Linked DNA regions of Mus musculus: region 1 is linked to region 2. The links are chromatin contacts, called in public HiChIP or PLAC-seq maps. All regions are on one chromosome and are shown on one strand. The core of a region is the stretch at or near the end of the contact, and the rest is flanking DNA. Distances in the headings are between cores, read along the strand shown.

What was found. HiChIP or PLAC-seq counts read pairs in DNA pulled down with a chosen protein or histone mark.
Region 1: an H3K4me3 HiChIP or PLAC-seq map of bone marrow-derived macrophages shows a contact between it and region 2, with 2.4 times the contacts expected there. The contact joins two enhancer-like sites. A contact is called at or near these places in 1 of 115 datasets of contacts at active chromatin or transcription factors (bone marrow-derived macrophages) and 2 of 9 other capture datasets (adipose tissue and liver).

Annotation. Positions count from the first base shown.
Region 1 is chr6:135,294,626-135,297,325 of GRCm38.p6, reverse strand. All of the region lies in intron 3 of Gm36640 (a long non-coding RNA gene), which reads right to left. Among named protein-coding and RNA genes, the nearest start is that of Pbp2, 14 kb to the left of the region's middle. Within about 2 kb of position 1,270, at least 142 of the 459 cell types and tissues checked have an H3K27ac peak or open chromatin away from gene starts, as enhancers often do. A contact at or near this core is called in bone marrow-derived macrophages, where this site is marked.
Region 2 is chr6:135,227,337-135,230,036 of GRCm38.p6, reverse strand. Fam234b (family with sequence similarity 234, member B) reads right to left here. Exons shown (of 13, transcript NM_028982.4): 10 at 1,469-1,624. Among named protein-coding and RNA genes, the nearest start is that of Gsg1, 26 kb to the left of the region's middle. Within about 2 kb of position 1,431, at least 88 of the 459 cell types and tissues checked have an H3K27ac peak or open chromatin away from gene starts, as enhancers often do. A contact at or near this core is called in bone marrow-derived macrophages, where this site is marked.

The DNA.
Region 1 (2,700 bases), core at 21-2,520, 67 kb before region 2:
CTTCAGGCTAGCATCTTACATGCTTCGAATCTAACTGAAATGAATTTAACTTCAAGTGCTCAGTAAAAAGACAGTTCCAGAAAAGAAGAGAAGCATTCTTATTTCCATTTCTACAGAATACATCTTTTTTTAAAGATTTATTTTATTTATATGAGTACACTGTAGCTGTTTCCAGACACACCAAAAGAGGGCATCAGATCCCTTTACAGATGACTGTGAGCCACCATGTGGTTGCTGGGAATTGAACTCAGGACCTTTGGAAGAGCAGTGAGTTGCTCTTATCCACTGAGCCATCTCTCCAGCCCTACAAAATAATCGTATTCTATTTTTTTAATTTAAAATTTTTAAAATTTAGTTTTATACATTTTTTTAATTTACATAAACTACTTATTTTACTTTCCCCTTCCTTCCCCCAGCCTCTTCCGGTTCTCCTCCATCCAACTGCTTCCATGCCCTACGCCAGCAACCCCAGCACTCCTAATATGAAACAGGAGGATTGTGGTTGAATTCAAGGCCAGCCTGGCTACCTAGTCAGACCCTGTCTTAGGGGTCCAAATAATAACGCCAATAAATAAATACAATTTTAAAAGGCAGTTCTTGCTGAAATTCAGAGGGAAAAGTTATCCAAACTTCACTCATGGGTTTGGAAGAGCAGCCTTCTCGCTATACATGCTGACACTGGACTAAATCCCTGACAGGATGAGGCTCCTCCGCCCAGCCATGTGACGGACTTCTCCTTTTTCTGCCTTAGCCGGAGTGTGCGCATGGTATATTGCGCATGCGTGGGTGGGAGTCCGTGGACCCATAAACAGGCAAGCAGCAAAGGCTGCTCCGCAAGCTCTAGGGATCTGTCCGACTCCTCCCCGCCCCCACCCTCAAGACCGGGTTTACAGGCACAAGGCTAGGTAGGAGAAGGTAAAGCCACTGTCCCCTTTCCACCATCTCAGTCCTCCAACGCCACAGTACCTAGAGCCAGCTCCAGACTCGCCACCAAGGAGTGCTCAGAGCCAGGGAACAGAGCCCGTGCCTGGAGGGGATCCTGAGGAAGTCGTGTCCGTCTTCCTTATAACTGGACGGCTGCCTCCTCGAGGAAAAGCCTGTCCAGCTGTAAGCTTCTGCATATGTCCTTCCTTATTAAGGGGAAATAAAGGAAGAACGGGAAAATAGCCAATCCTTCACTAAGAAAATAAGTAAATATTTATGTTCAGTTGATGGAGAATGTTGACACTCAATGGGCAAAGGAATGCAGGTATGATGCAGCGTTTCTCCCAATTTTAGCATCTGATTAATCACCTTGGATCTGACTATGGGAGAGGTTCCAGGTCAGGGTGGGTAGTTGTGTTTTAATTATGCATTCAAAAGATAAATAAAAAATAGCTAGCAATATCAAAACCATGTCTTGTTATCTGTAAGAGGAGAGTAACGAAGTTGTCTACTTGTCCATCGGTCCGTCTGTCCATCTTACATAACTGAAAGTCTTACGCCAGCGAGGCGAGGTGCTGGCTCTGGGTTGATTTGGGTTCTGTGTCAGCTGTTCTGTTCAATTGACCTCTTGTGCCTGCCGGAAGGTGGCCACGTTCTGACCTCATCCCTGGCATGAGTCAGACGGAGCTCACTGCCCTGAGCCCCCTGGTACCTGACTCAGTCCCCAGCCTGTCTGTAGAAGGTGTGAATACCCCAGAAACCATCTCTCAGCCATGCCTCCGCCCCTTCCACAAAGGCCCCTGGAGGACTCCAGTTCCAGCAACCAGCCCTTCCAGTTGGGCAGAAATTTCCTGTTCTGGCAACCAAGAGGCATTTCATTTTGTTTTATTTTAAATGCTCAGTACATTCCCAGGCAGCTCCACCCTCCTCTCTAATTCCATTAAACCTAGTCCTCTTGGACCTTTATTTTCACACATGAGAAGCCGGAGGGAGGGTGTGGAGAGAAGCTGGCAAGATGAGGCTCGCCCTGTGAGAAGCTGAAGAGAAAATAAAGGGTCGTGTGCCTCCCCATTCTCTGTCTTTCCTTCTGCCTCAAACATGCCACCTCCAGTCACCAAACCCAGTTAAGCCCGTGCCCAGTCTTCCCACTGCAAGAAGCACAGGCTGTATTAACTGAGCTAAAATACATAGTGCTACACACAGGAGCTGGCAATAATTAAAGGGTGAGGCAGACATCTGTGTCTTCAGACAATAACACATGTGCACACTGTTCTTGATTTAAAATTAATAACCATGTCATGCTAATGTAACTGATGCCTTGTTTGTTAGGGCTTGTGGAGAAAGAGCTATTGCGTACTCTAAATTCATGGAGATTATATCTTCTGTTCAAATCTTTTAAGTCTTCTTCATTTTTTTTTATGGAACTCTTTCTAAATATACAGTGTTATTCTCTGCTTTGCTAAGCGAAGTTTAGGCAGCTTAATTCATTACCCTTTGTGAGGACACAACTCTGTACCCAAGGGCCTGGGGGAACGTGCAGGTAGAGTATGCAGGTAGAATATGCAGGTGGGGTGTGAAGGTGGGGTGTGCAGATGGAGTGTGCAGGTGGAGGGTGCAGGTGGAGAGTGCAGGTGGGATGTGCAGGTGGGGTGTGCAGGTGGGGTGTGTAGGTGGAGTATGCAGGTAGAGTATGCAGGTGGGGTGTGCAGGTGGAGGGTACAGGTGGAATAAGCAGGTGAGCATGCACATGAAAGATGCTGGCTCCTACTCTGTTTG
Region 2 (2,700 bases), core at 182-2,681:
TTGAAAAGCCACTGCCCATCCATCACATTCTCTCCTCCTGTCTAAGTACCCTCTCCACCACACAGCCCTCCTGTACAACCTCCCGTCCTCAACCTTAACATGTAATCAACTTCCTCCATGAAACATTCCCTAATCGCCCTTAACTGAAATCAGTACGTGGTGCCTTCTTTTGTCCACATACCTATCTATATATGTTGTGTGTATGTGCAGACGTGTGTGGGGGTGGGGTGGGGGGGAGGCTATGTGCCGCAGTGTGCATGTAGAGGTCAGAAGACTCCTGGCTGGGAGGGAGGGGTGTCAGGCTTCCTTTCTTACCATGGGGTTCCCAGGGATCAAACTCAGGTTGTTAACCATGGCGGCAGGCAACTCACTCACAGGGACATCTTATCTTGTCAGCCCCCTCCACAGTTCTTATCTGGATCTCTGTGTTCTTAAGACACCCTTGGAGTGACATTCAGGAGCTCGTGTGAAGACCATCTGGTCCAATCCCCTCACTATTATGTAAGGAAACCAGGACTGTGGGCACAGCAGAGTTAGATCCATACCCTAGACTTCAGATAAGACTGATCATCAAAGTGAGGGGATAGATTAAAGAGTAAAGAGAAGGAGGTTTGGGCTGGAGAGATGGCTCAGCGGTTCAAAGCACTGACTGTTCTTCCAAAGGTCCTAAGTTCAAATCCCAGCAACCACATGGTAGCTCACAACCATCTGTAATAAGATCTGACGCCCTCTTCAAGGTGCGTCTGAAGACAGCTACAGTGTACTTAGATATAATAATAAATAAATCTTTAGGCCAGAGAGAGCGGGATCGACTGGAACAAGCAGAGGTCCTGGATTCAATTCCCAGCAACCACATGATGGCTCACAACCATCAGTATAGCTACAGTGTACACATAAACATTAAATAAACAAATAAATATTTTTTTTAAAAAAAGGAAGTTTAAAAAAAGCACAGAAGGCTCAGAACAGTAACGTGTTGGGAGGTCGCGGCTGACAAACTCAGAACTGTGTGCCTACTATGCTCCCCCGTCCCTGGGCCCCCTGCCTTCTCCAGAGGTTCAGAACTGTATCCTCTGATGCTCGGTTCCCCACAGATAGAACCAGCATCTGGCACATAGCAAATGAGGCGGAGTGCATTCCACTGGACTAAGTCAGCTGGGCTTATAGCTGAGTTCCACCACATTCTAGGCGGCAACCCTGTCTAAGCCACCCCTGCTCACGCACTCCACCCAGATACGGCAGTATGAGACAAAAACTGACACCTGCCTTCTGGGTGTCAAGGCTGCTTTCTTACCCATGATTCCCACCGACCCCTCAGCTTAGGCCTCCTCTGGCCCCCACCCCCGAGCTCTCTCTCTCTCTTTCTTCTCACGCTCCATAGAGCAGCAGCTATGGCTGTGTGAGAGAGACGGGAAGCAGTCCACCCTCCCCCATTCCCACCACCTACCCCTTCCTCCCCGTCACTCACAGAACTGAGAGATGCAGCAGTCAGTGCCTCTGCCCAGAAGAGGAAGACAGACTTCTGGTCTGAAGTAATTGCAGAAGTGGTTGGCGTTTCCTTCATGTGACATGGAATACTGTAACTCCAGACGATGGAGCCAGAACCTCCATCTACCACTGTCATCTGCAAATGAGAAGACAGAGAGGATACTGCCAGTCCTTAGGAGAGCAGAGGACAAGAAGACACAGGCAAGCAAACATTAAGGCAACAACATCCCCAAGAGTGGGCATTCATCCTCCTCCATATTTGTGAGGCGCTGAGCTCCAGCACCTGACGTGACACATGGAGCCACCAGACGCCCAGTCCCTTTGCACGGGCAAGCATTTGCACATAGTTACACACGCCGTCATGTGCACTTAGATCATTTTCTAGATTACCTGCAAGAACTACTGCGATGTAATGAGTGCTTAATCAATAGTTGTTGTTGTAGTCTTTAAGACATAGTAAGAAGAAAGTCTTCAAGGCTTCAGTACAAACAGGTTTTGAGCCATTTTTCAGCCCACAGTTGGTTAGCTTTGATTGTCATCATAAAATCTAGGCCGATTGTATTTTTAAAAACTAAAACTCTGAGCCAGACAGTGGTGGTGCACACCTTTAATCCCAATACTCGGAGGTGGAGGAAAGATGTCTGTGAGTTCAAGGCTAGCCTGGTCTACAGATAAGAGTTCCAGGATAGCTACAGGGTGAAACCCTATCTCAAAAATCAAAACAAATGAACACAAAAACTCTATAATTCTGCCTCTGACATGAACTGAATGAAAGATGACTCCCAGAGAGAGCATTCCATCCACACACATATAACCTTACAGAAAAGGCGAGATGGAGAGCCAGCCCGTGCATGTTTCAGCACCTCTCAACCTGCTGCGGCACCTCTGTCTCTGAGCTCTGGTCTTACTGTTTCTAACCTGGTACACCTTGCTGCCCACAGCATAAATCCAACCTTAGAGGTCCTACCCATATTGCCTGCCTTTAGCAAACGCCTCCCAGAGTTCTGACTTCTCTGACACCTGATTGTGCCTGTACTGAATATGGCATCCATTTCCCCACCCAGCTTTGTACGGTGATTCCTCCCACCTAACTGGAAGTATAGGCTCCCCAAAGAACATTGGGTTAGTCTAGAAAAGCTGCTGTTGCAGATTTTAGCAATGATCTGAGTCTCCAATTCATCCATCCTCCAGACTGGAGTTCTCCGAAGGGAG